Linked DNA regions of Oryzias latipes: region 2 is linked to region 1. A link is a contact called in public Hi-C data. All regions are on one chromosome and are shown on one strand. The core of a region is the stretch at or near the end of the contact, and the rest is flanking DNA. Distances in the headings are between cores, read along the strand shown. Region 1 holds the start of LOC101156014 (MAPK regulated corepressor interacting protein 2-like). Region 2 overlaps sun1 (SUN domain-containing protein 1).

The links. A called contact is a pair of places that touch in the nucleus more often than the background predicts.
Region 2: a Hi-C map of gastrula embryo shows a contact between it and region 1, with 2.4 times the contacts expected there. The contact joins the enhancer-like site here to the promoter of LOC101156014 in region 1. A contact is called at or near these places in 4 of 5 Hi-C or Micro-C datasets (embryo, fibroblasts and gastrula embryo).

Annotation. Positions count from the first base shown.
Region 1 is chr8:11,328,011-11,334,042 of ASM223467v1, reverse strand. LOC101156014 (MAPK regulated corepressor interacting protein 2-like) reads left to right here and starts at 2,888. Exons shown (of 6, transcript XM_023957556.1): 1 at 2,888-3,090; 2 at 3,198-3,314; 3 at 3,380-3,449; 4 at 3,762-3,898; 5 at 5,802-5,900. The coding sequence starts at 3,260. dnaaf5 (dynein assembly factor 5, axonemal) reads left to right here. Exons shown (of 13, transcript XM_011478184.2): 13 at 260-575. The coding sequence ends at 414.
Region 2 is chr8:11,520,953-11,526,984 of ASM223467v1, reverse strand. It overlaps sun1 (SUN domain-containing protein 1), which reads right to left. Exons shown (of 22, transcript XM_023957561.1): 2 at 1,755-1,943; 3 at 1,329-1,585; 4 at 477-713; 5 at 221-355. The coding sequence starts at 1,870. Among protein-coding and RNA genes, the nearest start is that of sun1, 9.6 kb to the right of the region's middle. Within about 2 kb of position 2,459, at least 4 of the 8 cell types and tissues checked have an H3K27ac peak or open chromatin away from gene starts, as enhancers often do. A contact at or near this core is called in embryo and gastrula embryo, where this site is marked.

The DNA.
Region 1 (6,032 bases), core at 1,639-4,138:
GAAGGAAGCAGATGAGCTGTGTCTTACTGTTCCCCATGAAGAAAAGTGAATGACAATAGACTTTAAAGGGTGTTTGAGCGCCATCTGCTGGATTCCTCACTCACATCTACAGTTGGTAATTGGAAACTTTTTACATTAATTTTTAATGAAAAATATGTATTTTTGACCCACATTTATTATTTCCCTCTTCTCTATTGTTTTTGGAATGTTCGTAACATCTCTTTGTGCTCTGTCTTCTTTTTCCTTATTGTGTGCTCAGAAATCCTAAAAAAGGCCAGTGTGGTCCATCCTGTGCTTCTGAAGAGGGAGGCTGAGGCTGTGAAGGACAAACACCGCAGTCCTGTGTACTGCGAGCAGCTGCTTCAACACATCAGCTCACTTTCTGCAGAGACCACAGCACCTGGTTCAGAGTAACACCAGAGACGAGACACACAGAGGATGGAGATTCACAGCCAAACCCTCATGGAGGAATTTTAGAACCATTTTCCTAAACATTCATGCAACTTTCTACTCTCATTCTGTTGTTAAACTGGTTCCAATGTTTGATTTTAATAAAAAGGTTTTTTGGATTGTGACTTCTGTGTTTTCTAAAACATTTTTGCTGGAAGTCCCATTCATTCATTCATTCATTCATTGGAGCCTATTCCGGCCACTTGTGGGTGAAGGCAGGGTACATCCTGGTCAGGTCTCCAGTCTGTCGCAGGACAACAATTGTGCACCCATGCACACTCACATTCATACCAATTTTGAACCAGTAGCCCTATAGCCAACCTTTTCATAAAGAAAAAAGAGCAAAACCCATATTTGCGCTCTGGATGCACCAAACCCGTCCTTAACACAAGGTTTGTCTTGCAAGATCTGTAATATCTCCAACCTTTAATGCTGGAGAACCAATGGGTCAAATGTGGCTCCCGTTTTCCAATTTTTTCCTTCTTTGTTTTTTGGCTGTTGTTACGGTAATTGCTGCTACCCAAAATGCATAACAATGTGTGTTTTTTCTGATATTTAAGGAGATTTAGGTGAAAATTGAAAGGGAGCTGTCACCAATCCTGTATTTTCTTCATCCTGGTCAGATTAAATTCACATTCACAGTAAACGAGCTCAAGGCAAGGCCCGTTTATTTGTTTAGCACAATTCATACACAAAGTAATTCAAAGTGCTTCACAAAACAGGAAAATGCATTAAAATCCCATTACATAACAGTTTAAAGATTAAAAACGGGAATGATAATTATAAAATTTGCTTTAAAAGAAAGGAACGAAAAGAAAATGAAAAGAGGTGTCGATAAGGACCCTTCAGTTATATACACGGCTAAACGGGAATGTTTTGAGTCTAGATTTGAACCTTGGCAGAGTAGAGGCCTTTCTCACAACCTCAGGGAGACTGTTCCAGCTTTTAGCTGCATTTGATTGAAACGCTGATTCCCCTTGTTTAGTCCTGACTCTGGGCACCTGCAGGAGGCCGGTCCCTGAGGTCCTCAGAGTCCGAGATGGCTCATATGGCGCTAACATGTCAGAGATGTACTTTGGTGCAAGGCCATGGAAAGACTTGTAAACAAGCAGAGCTGCTTTAAAGTCTATTCTGTGAGCTTCAGTAGGCCAGTGCAAAGACCTGAGCACAGGACTGATGTGATGGTACCTCCTGGTTCTAGTCAGGTCACGAGCAGCAGCGTTCTGGATGTACTGAAGCTGTTTTACAGCTCGTCTGGGGAGGCCAGTGAGCAGGCTGTGACAGTAATCTAACCTACTGGAGGCAAATCCAGGAATAGGTATCTCCAGGTCTGGCTTTGACACTATGTTTTTGATTTTGGCAATGTTTTTTAGATGGTAGAATGCTGCTCAAAACTCAAATTGTGTTTATCCTCTGTTAATGAACCTGTGTGTTAGAGTTAAGTAATTTTTTCATTTGCTTACACGCTATTATCACCATATGTTCCTATCTTTCAGTAAGAAAACATTGACCTGAAAAGTTCTGATTATACAAGAATATGATGTTCCTGTACTGCTTGATTGAATGACCCACTTTTATGTTATCAACGCTGGCCACCAATAAAACCAGACTGGATACACTGAGAAGGCAGAACTCCTCTGTGACAGTTCCTGCTGTCAAAGACCGATTCTCCTGCAGAAGTCTAGCAAAGGTTCTCATCCCCTGTGTGGTTCTTCTCTTTATTAAGGAAAAAGTCAGAACCCTGACACTGTGAAGAGTTTTATTGGAGTTGGAACCATAATAACATGTCATTTGATTATTTTAAATAAACTGTGTGTATTGTGGCAACAGACCACTGGTTTACCTAGGGTACATGTTTACATTCAAGTTAGATGGCCCCACCCTTATATTGACGTGTTCTCCCTACCATGACAAAGGTGGATAAAGGTGGAAAGATTTCATGTAATCCATGGACACCAGTGAAGATCACAAATCATTGAAGAAAAAAGGTTCAGCGCACTGTGGGTCTAGATGACCCAACTCCCAATGTTAAAGTGCCTAGGATAGCACAAGGGTTAAAAACGGGTTCACTGGCATAGGTTTTAAATCAGAATAGGTCTATGTTCAAACTGTCAGGTTTTTCATGTTAAACCTCAGGACGCACCCATACATCAGTCATGTTATGGGTGCCACCTCCACCTTTCAAACACTGCCAGGTTTGAGTCATTTAATAATCCTCATAGTCTGCAGTTGTGTCTGTTCGCACAAAAATAGATAATTTGCATTTAAAGCTTTGTTGATGTTTTTTTCCAAACCAAGAAAGTGCTTTAAGCCTCCCACCCCTCATCAAAAGAACTTATTAAACAAATTATGTCATTTTCTTGCGTTAAAGGCGCAACATGTTGTGTCATTGGCGGCACGCTGTCTCTTTAAGGCGCACGGGGAGGCGTGTGAGGACGTAGAGTGACGCGTTCCGTCGGTGTTCGGCGAGCGCCCGCTGCCGTTTCAGGTTATGTGACATTGGGACATTGAGCAGGACACCTACGCGCTGGAGCCACTGCATGTTCTGAGCCTAGGGGACATCTGGACAGCAGGTGAAGGAATACGTGGGGGACAGATTAAGGACGCAGACTGGGATGCGTAAAAGCAGCTGGATGAGAAGTGCGCGGCGCTCGCTCCCTGAGGGTTTCCTAACAGATTTGTCTCTCAGGTCAACTCTGCGCACTAAGTTTCTCAGCACGGACAGTTTGATCTTTTTTATTGTTTAGGAATGTTTCCCCCTGAAGCGTCTTAATTTCGTAAGTGCCAACTTATACACGTGTGCAAGTAAATGATGTACACAATCACCAGGGGTCCTAGTAAGCTGGCCACTCAGCGACGGACAGGTGAGTCTCCGGCGTCTTTACGCACTCCTTTAAGCACATGGGGCTTTAAAGGGCTGTCTCTGCAGGGCCTACTCAGCAGCCGGACAGCAAAACAAGTGACTTCAAACATAAACAGACGTCCTGGAACATGCCTGAGTAAGTCTGCGCCCTCCTGACGGTTTCTGAGAGATGTTTACTTGCTGCAAATTAAAGATGCGTCGCTGCCTCTGAGTGAGTGGGATCGCTTTAGTGATTTTGAAACAGCCAGCCTGGCCCTGAGTGTGTTTGTATGTGACCTTGTTGGCACATGGTCGGTCATGCAGCTGCTGCAACTCCTGCTAGGCCAACCTTGCTTTCAACACCTGATCAAAGGCCGGCTCAAATCTTTTTAGGACACTTTCTGCTCTAAAACAAAGTTGTTGTTTTTTATTTTAAAAAAAAAAAAAAAACCTTCTTTGCATCCACCAGCCTCCCTGCACCCAGGATAGTTTTCAAAAGCCAGAATGGGAAGAAGTACCATCATCCTGCACCGGCTCTCCCAGCAGACAGTCGACAGGAAAGTTTCTCCCCCCTCCATGAGGAGAATGTCACGTTCATATCTTCCGGTAAGGACCAGAAACATTTGTCTCTGCACCCAGGCACCTGTCCTTCCTTTTGTCATTTTGTAAGTGCCGAAGTTTTACTATCGGCGTTTTTAAAGTCTCCAAACCAGCCTCGCCCGCACAGCTGCTCCAACATTGATAGCCACAACCAGGGAACACCCCCCCCCCCCCCTCACACACACACACACACACATCCAGCGACACGTGCTGACAGAAACAGCCACCCGGGCTCTGATATCAACACCTCGGCCTCTCATTGGGGAGGAAAGAATCATTGTTCAAACTAGAAGATGAAGCCTTTAGTTTGGAATCACACAGTGACCCAGTTTTAAAGTGTGGGGGCTCCTTTGAACATTCACTGAATCTCTTTGTACCCCCCCCCCCCCCCACCACCAAAAAAAAAAAAAAAAAAGAACTCACTTGGGCCGGCCCCGTCTTACTTCCTGTGTCCTCTTAGCCGCTGGCATTGAAGCTCAGCCCCAGCAGCTCATAAACAACTTTGCTAACCTTGCAGTTGAACACACAAGGGCACAAAGGAGAAACCTACCCCCCCCACCCCTCAGGGGGATTTACTTTTTGCCAGGAACCCTCACAGGTGGCTGAAAATCCAACGTACCTGCAGGCATTTAATCTGCACGCTGTGTGTTTATTTGAGATACAAACATTTGCAGCGTGTGCAGCTGCCTCTGTGGACATCACTGGTCGGCTATGGTGGGTGTGATGCTTTTTTTTGTTTTGTTTTTTAAGACCCACTCCAATGAAAATTGTGTTTTTAACATGTTCGTGAGGGATTTTTCTCATGGTGAATGACATGTATAAAGAAAATGAAGATCAAGATAGCATTTCTGAGTATTTCTTTCTTCAGATAGTTGTAAATAAAGAGCAGGATGAAGAAATGCTGTTTAAAAAAGCTTGAAGTTGTGACAACGGCAAGCCACAAGCTCTCTGCTTTACTCCATTCTGATGCATCCGCTTGTAGAAAAATAGATCCATGTACGTCTGGCATCTGACTCAAAACTGTACAGATGGAAAGCTCCAATTATTTTTTTATTTTTTCCATCAGCTGAGCAAGCAGATCAGAGCCGGAGGCCTCTTTTGTTGGACAGATTTTACTGCTACAATAGGAGTTTATGGATCTTCTGACAAACTAAGGGTATATTTGTATAAACCCTTTTTGTATTTGAGGCTAAGCTTTATTTATAATGTTTATATTTACATGTATTCCTTGTTGGACCGGATGGAAAAAAAGAAGACAGAAGGAGAGAGAGAGTGGGATGTTAGAGATGGGGGGGATAAGGGGTTAAGATGGGGGAGATAATAACATAAGTGTCATAAGTAAATAGCATGACTTGGTTCTTACACACACAAACCTACACACACCAACAAATAGTGTGCACACAACTATTTACAGGTTTGAAGTATGTTCACACATACAGACTCATTCACTTTGTGCACGTAGTTGGGTACATACAAGATATGCATAACCAATGTTCTTGGAGAGGGGTGGATAAACAATACCCATACTTGTGCTAAAGTGAATGAGCAAGAATGACATTTTTGTTACACCGTTAATGTTAGGTTGGGGTTGTGAGGGGCTGTGACCTAGCAGAAGAGCGTGTTAACAAAGGGATGATGGGAAATGGGGCAGACTTTACTCCACGCTAATGATCCCACCCATAATTCAGAGGCAAATTTTTAATGAAATCCTGCTGCTCTACAGAAACTATGTCCAAGAAAACTAGACATTTTTAAATTTAGACTAAAAAAGGCATTGTATAATTACAAAACCACTGGGAACGCTTTTAAAAATGGCTTAAAAGAGGATCGGAGTGGGGACTTTGAACCCGGAAAGATGGGCTTATTGTTGGTGTTTATGCTGGCTGCACTGACGGAGCTGCATTTTCAGCCTGGCAGGAGGTGATCCAGCAGCAGCAGGAGGAGGAGGTGGAGGTTTCCCAAAGAGCTGTTCACTACAGAGAAACAACTCCAGGGACGCACATTGATGGTGAGTTCAGCTGGTTCTTCTGCTTTTTGTCTCAGGTGACGTTACAGGAAAAAAAGATGCTAGATTGTTAACAGATTGTTTTTTTAATGAAAAAGTCAGAAGCACAACTTTAAGAATGACAAGGGTTATATA
Region 2 (6,032 bases), core at 1,210-3,709, 190 kb before region 1:
AAGGTGGGCCAAAGCGAAGAAAAGAAAGAAAATAGTCCGTGAAGAAAAATTTTACAAAAGAAAAAAAAACTGTACATAAAACACAACAAAACATGGGAGAATAATATGAAAAATGAGGATATAGATGAAGTGTCCAATGAGCAGGACTGAGCTACACCACAAAGGGTGGACGATGAGGGAGTAAAATGAAAGGAGGAGTAGAGAAAGTTTCTCTGGGTACCTTTTCCTGACAGGCTTACAGCCTTTGATCCCAGCTGAACCACACTACTGAGGAGAAGAGTGACTAAGGATACTACGGGGGTCAGGGCTTGTTTGCTGTAGTGCATACATGTGTTGGACACTGACATCAGGACACCTGCAGAAAGACAGTGTTGACTTTACATTCTTGTTAACTTCCGAGCTTGAACCGTATAATGAAGTCAGGAAAAAGGCAGAAAAGAAAGTATGTGTGTTATAGCCTAACTCCGCCTCCTCACCGGTCTTATTTTTTCGACTCCTGTCTCTGGTGTACACACTGGTGAAGGGCGAGGATGTGGAGGAGAGGGCTTCAGTGGAGACTTCTTGAGCCTGGCATGACGAATTTGACATGCAAGCGTCTGTTTTCTGAGCGTGTAAAGAGCAGTTGTTGCAGATGTATCCGTTGCTGAGTGCCATGTGGGATTTCGACGCGCTGGCTTTGCCGTTGACGTTTGATTTTTGAGCTGAGCTCTGACCTACAGAAGAAAGACGCGACAACAAAAGTAGTTTATTACAATGCGGTTGCTCTAATGCAAATTCTATCTTTGCTCTGGAAAAGTATATTTTGGCAAAGTAAAAATAAAGCAGAAGCTTTGAGTTCAGCTTATTGTTTAGCTAAAACTATTAAAACGTATTATTAAATGAATTAATAAAAAAATATATACATGCAATGCACACTTGTGAAAACTGAAAGTAGTTTTTTCAACTAAAATGGTAAAAAACAATGTAACTTAGACAACTTTAGAGCTGTTGATATGGTAAGAACCCCATTAGGCTCAGTATTAAAACATTTCTTTGTACTATTTATGATTTTACTTACAGCTTATAATTAGTAGACTACAAATTATAACTCTTGGTAGTTAGAGAGTTGTTTATAGCCAGGATTTGTGACAAATATGGCAGGTTGAGTTTCAAAACTCAGTTAACTAAAAATGATTCAAATAGATGAATATTATTCATGAGAAAGGCTCAAGAAATAAATGAAACTCATCAAATGATCTATTAAATAATCTTGTGAATTTTTCAAAAAGATGACAATGCTTGAAAAGAAAGGCAGGTCTTTTGTGAGTAATGTGTCCTTCTTCACTGACCCCTGCATAAATCCACTGTAGTGGTGGTGCTGATAGTGGAGACAGTCTGTTTCCTCGTGTGAGATCTGCTATAAACAGATGTGAGCTGAGATGCTTCAAACTCTGTGCTGCTCTCCTGAACTCTGCTGCTGCTTCCATCAATCGGGGTGCTGACAGCTGAGAAGGATAGGGTTTGCCGGGGTGTGGCCACTTGGCTCAAAGATAAAGACATCGAGCTGGACAAAGATTGTTGCTGCTGCTTTCGGCTCCGAAGCGTCCTGAAAACGCAAAGATAGGAAGTGAGTATAAGCATTAGCCCTCCTATATGCAGATGTATGCAGATGTTATATTTTGTCCCAAGCAGCTAGTAGAGTAATTAGTCATCAACACAAAGATTTACTTAGATAGGCTGAGCTACAATTGTCGAGTATTTAATCATAGACGTACCGCATCTCTTTGCTGGTGCTGTTGTAGCTGCTGTTCTGGTTATGGCAGTGATCAGCCAGGCCCTCGTTGCCATAGTGAGTGGCGCCGCTCTGCAGGCGCAGGCTCCGCCGTGACATTCTGGGCGACTCGTACACAGGAGCAATCTGGTGCTCCTTTTCAAACTCTAATGCTGCAGTGGAGTAGCTGGAACTGACACAAAAAAAGAGGAGGAAGAGGAGGAAGAAGAAGCACAAGCAGAAAAGTTAGATAAAAGTCAAGATTTTAAAAATTAAAAAGAGAAACAGAAATCCACTTCCTATATTTGCTCCAGCTGGTGCTATGTTTGTTCTAGACCTGCACTTCCTGTAGTTTCTATATTTAACTTGGTGACTTTAAACAAATGATTTTTTTTCCTTGTTGATGTTCTTTGGATCACGTTAAGATGTCCTAGGATTAATTTAAAGATATTACAACTTTATTCTTAAACAACAAAAGGGGAGGGGGGGAATCACAGAAATGCTTCCCACCCTCAGATAAAAACTCCTTTTTTTCCATTAAGCCGTTAAACGATTGTTCTTTGCAGCAGAAGTTTGTGACCGGAAACGAATATCTCAAAGAGTTTGACAAAAGGCTCAGAGCTTCCCCTAAAGTAAACTGGACAGATAGGAAAGTAAACATCTGCATGTTAGGGGATTGAATGGAAAAAAAATGTTGAGCCAACAGTAAGTGGAAACACACCATGACTCACTCAATGGGGCACACCCACCAGACTGAGTCAACGCTGAAAGCAGACACTGTTAAACGCTAAAGTATGAATTTTCTTCATTCCGGCATGTTCAGAAAAGTGAAAAGTAAACGGTGAAATGAACCTGGTGAGACCAAAACAAACCTCTTTCTGTAATTTTACTTTTTCTTTTTATGCAAGAGCTGTCAGATTTATGGCCCAGTCACGCAGTTCCAAGTTGGTGACTCTGAATAGTGGGGCCAAAGTCTCAGGACCACATTGCAATGTGTGCGAATGTGCACGTATTTGCATTGTGCAGGTTTCTCCCTCACCCTCCCTGTGGTTCCAATGGATTACACCCTCCCAGTGAGAGCCAATTATGTGCTTTTGTTTCCCAGCAAGTCTACTGTCTGCTCAGCCAACTGGCTCTTCTACACAATGCACATGGTGACTCCATTCTTGTTGTGCTCTAAAGTTGATCTTTTTGGGAAACATAGAAAGTCTAATCAAAGGCACTTTTAATTGACCTTAATAAAGAAAAAAACTATTTCGAAACAAACTTTCATAAACTCTTGGCAACCAGCTAAAAAACACTAGATTCATTTGATGCAGTTTGAAAAAAGGATAACCAAAAACTGTATTTGTAGTTTGTTTTTTTTTCCCAGTCAAATATTTAAATTCTTAAATTCGATAAATTGAATGTTTTTACAATGTTACGAGTCAATCCTGGGTAACTTGTGTTTTTTTTCTCTTTATGATTTTGAACACTGTGGGCACGCAGACAGTCTGTACTGAGCATGCTCTATAAATTTGAGCTTAATTAACCGTCGTGGGCTCACGAGTGCTGACTTCAACACAATCCTAGTTTATTAACATAAGATTGCACAGTAACAGAATACAGGATCTAGAGGAACTACAGGGCAGACTCAAAGTACCCCTGGTGCACAGGGATTCTGTGCTGCAGGAAGAAGCACGCAGATTCTGATCATTATAATCCCTCTTTCAGACTTGCCAAGCCCTGATTATTTGACTGGAAGAAATGCTCATCAGCATCAAAAAGCTTAGTAGAAACAGCAAAAGTAGATCCAGCTTCCAGCAAAGGCAAAAATATTTAGGTTTTAGAACAAAATGACAAAAAAAGAGCAATAGGAAGCCATGAAAGAGGAAAACGCTATGCAAAGCTTTTGTGGAGTAGTCAGGACCAAAGAAGTTCAAACAGATCAGTCAGTTTGCATCATTTTTATATTTAGCAGAAGTCATCCCATTAAATTTGATCATTTTTTCCAGTTCTTTAAAACTTAATTTTATAGGACTGGTCATCTTAAAAATATTAGGTTATGAATATAAATAATAAAATATTGATACTGTAAGGACAAAAAACATTAATTTTCTTTTAGTTTTGCCAACTTCAAAAATAAAAGGTGGACAGATTGTGTCTGTTCAGGTTTTGTTTTGTAGCTTTGTAATAATTCTGTATCATATTGGTAACACTTTAGTCTTCGAAGGTTAAATATTATTCTATGACTTTCCTTTGCGTTGAAAAACTAAAACTAAAGGGATAAATGAACTTCAGATTAAAGGGGTAAACAGCTCATCATTTGGAAATCGAATGCTCTTCTGTGAATGTTTCACAGGTTTGTATTGTGATTAAAAAGCAAAATCTTGAAATTAAATAACTTTAAAAAAAAGAATGTAAAGACAAATTCAAAACAGAAAAAGACTTTTCAAACTTATTTGCAAACGTGTTATTGCCAAATGAGCGGCATAAGCAGTTAATCCAGTAAATCTGGCCTACAGCAAAAAGCAAATAAAAAATCTTTCCAAGCTTTTAAGTTAGATCCTGAGCCAAATCTCCTGTGTACACACAGGGAAGGGCGGGAATTTAGGAAATAGAACAAGACAGTTTGTCGGTGTAGCCAGCAGCCATGACAAATCTAAAATGAATCTGCCATGTCTTGTATCTTACAAATGATTTTTTTTAAAGCCTCATCAGTTCATCAACCAACTATTTTCAGAATGAATGAAAGCTTGAATTCTGGCTGCAATATCATTTGAATCCAAAACCGTTGAAGCAATAAGAAAACATTCAAAATATCACAATTTAAAAAAAATCTTTATTTTATTAAGGCAGTGCAAGAAATGTATTTTTAAGTAGAAAAACATGTTTGTATTTATCTTAGTTTAAAATAAGCTGTAAGCTTTCAGTCTACAGCAGTGAGTTTAATTAGGAACTCACTTTCTCCACATTCTGACTACTATTCATGGAGGCGAGCACAAACACATTTTAAACGGAGGTTATGGGAAACATGTGGGTTGTAAATCTCAGCATTAAAATTTAGAATGTGGTTGCAAAAGCTCTGCTCTACATTTTGTCAGCGTATTTAACCTTAAATTCACACAGCAGAGGACGGGTGTTTTAAGGCCAAACGTTTTCCAAGTCACTGATTGTAAATATTTTCACAATTTAATAACCAAAAGGTTATGGTAAGTGTGAGACAGTTTTAACATTTCTTCTTTGCCCAATATTTTGGAGCTTTCAGGAAAGTGCAGATGTTGTAACTTTTTGAAGGTGTGTCATGCGTCAGAAAACAGAGGAGCTGCAAGCTCTGTCTGGATCTATTGTCACCTATTAATCATCCTAGATCTCCTAGAAACAGAAGGAGGAGGTTTGGGCTTTAAGCGCAGAAATGAATGATGAATAAGCCTTATAATGTTGCAAATATTTCTCAAATTTAAAATCACACCAATTTGGTTACCTTTTCATCGCTGCATAGATTGGAGCTTTTATCAAATTTACTGTGACAACAAGCCGGTTCAAATTTTTCAAATGCAAGTCATTTCTGAAGAACAGAAGAACAGAACAGAAGGTGTAGTTTTAGAGGTCCTCTTGAGGCACTTTAGTGCAACAACACTGTATTTAATGAAGTGTTTTCTGCTTTAGTCTTGCTGAAGTACAGTTATTAATAAAGTGGGGGGCTCATTACCGTACTATGCTCTCATTCAGCTGTGCTTTTCTTGCTACTTCTTGTCTCCTTTCAACATTCTTAGCACATTTTGCCCTTAAGCGATAAAGCATATTTACTCAGTTCTACAGAGGAAGAAAAACTTGAAAAAGTTGACTCATCAATATTAAGATTCTTCCAGCATAATCTCATTTTGCCTCTCAGACAGCATTTCCCTTCAGGGCGATATCCTTCATTCACCAACACAAAGTACTACAGAGTGCCATTAAAGGTTTTCTCCGTTGCCATGGGGACAAGTTCAAACAGGACCCTCGTCTAAAAAAAAAAAAAACAGAACTGATTATTAGCTGAACAAGAGCAAAATCATCTCCAAAGACTGTAAAATAAAAAAATCCAAGGGCCAAACATCAAAGTGATGTATAAAAGTCGACAGTTTAAACTTATATGACTCGACAGGGACGAGTTTAAAAGTTCTTAAGAAAGGCTGAAAGAAATAAGTATGGCAAAAGTCGTCTTTCTAAACTCAAGCTGCTGTCATTTGTTAGTTATTTGGCTGGTGGCGCAGGTGTTGAGACACATCGAGCACATGCAACAACAACTGCGACTGCAGAG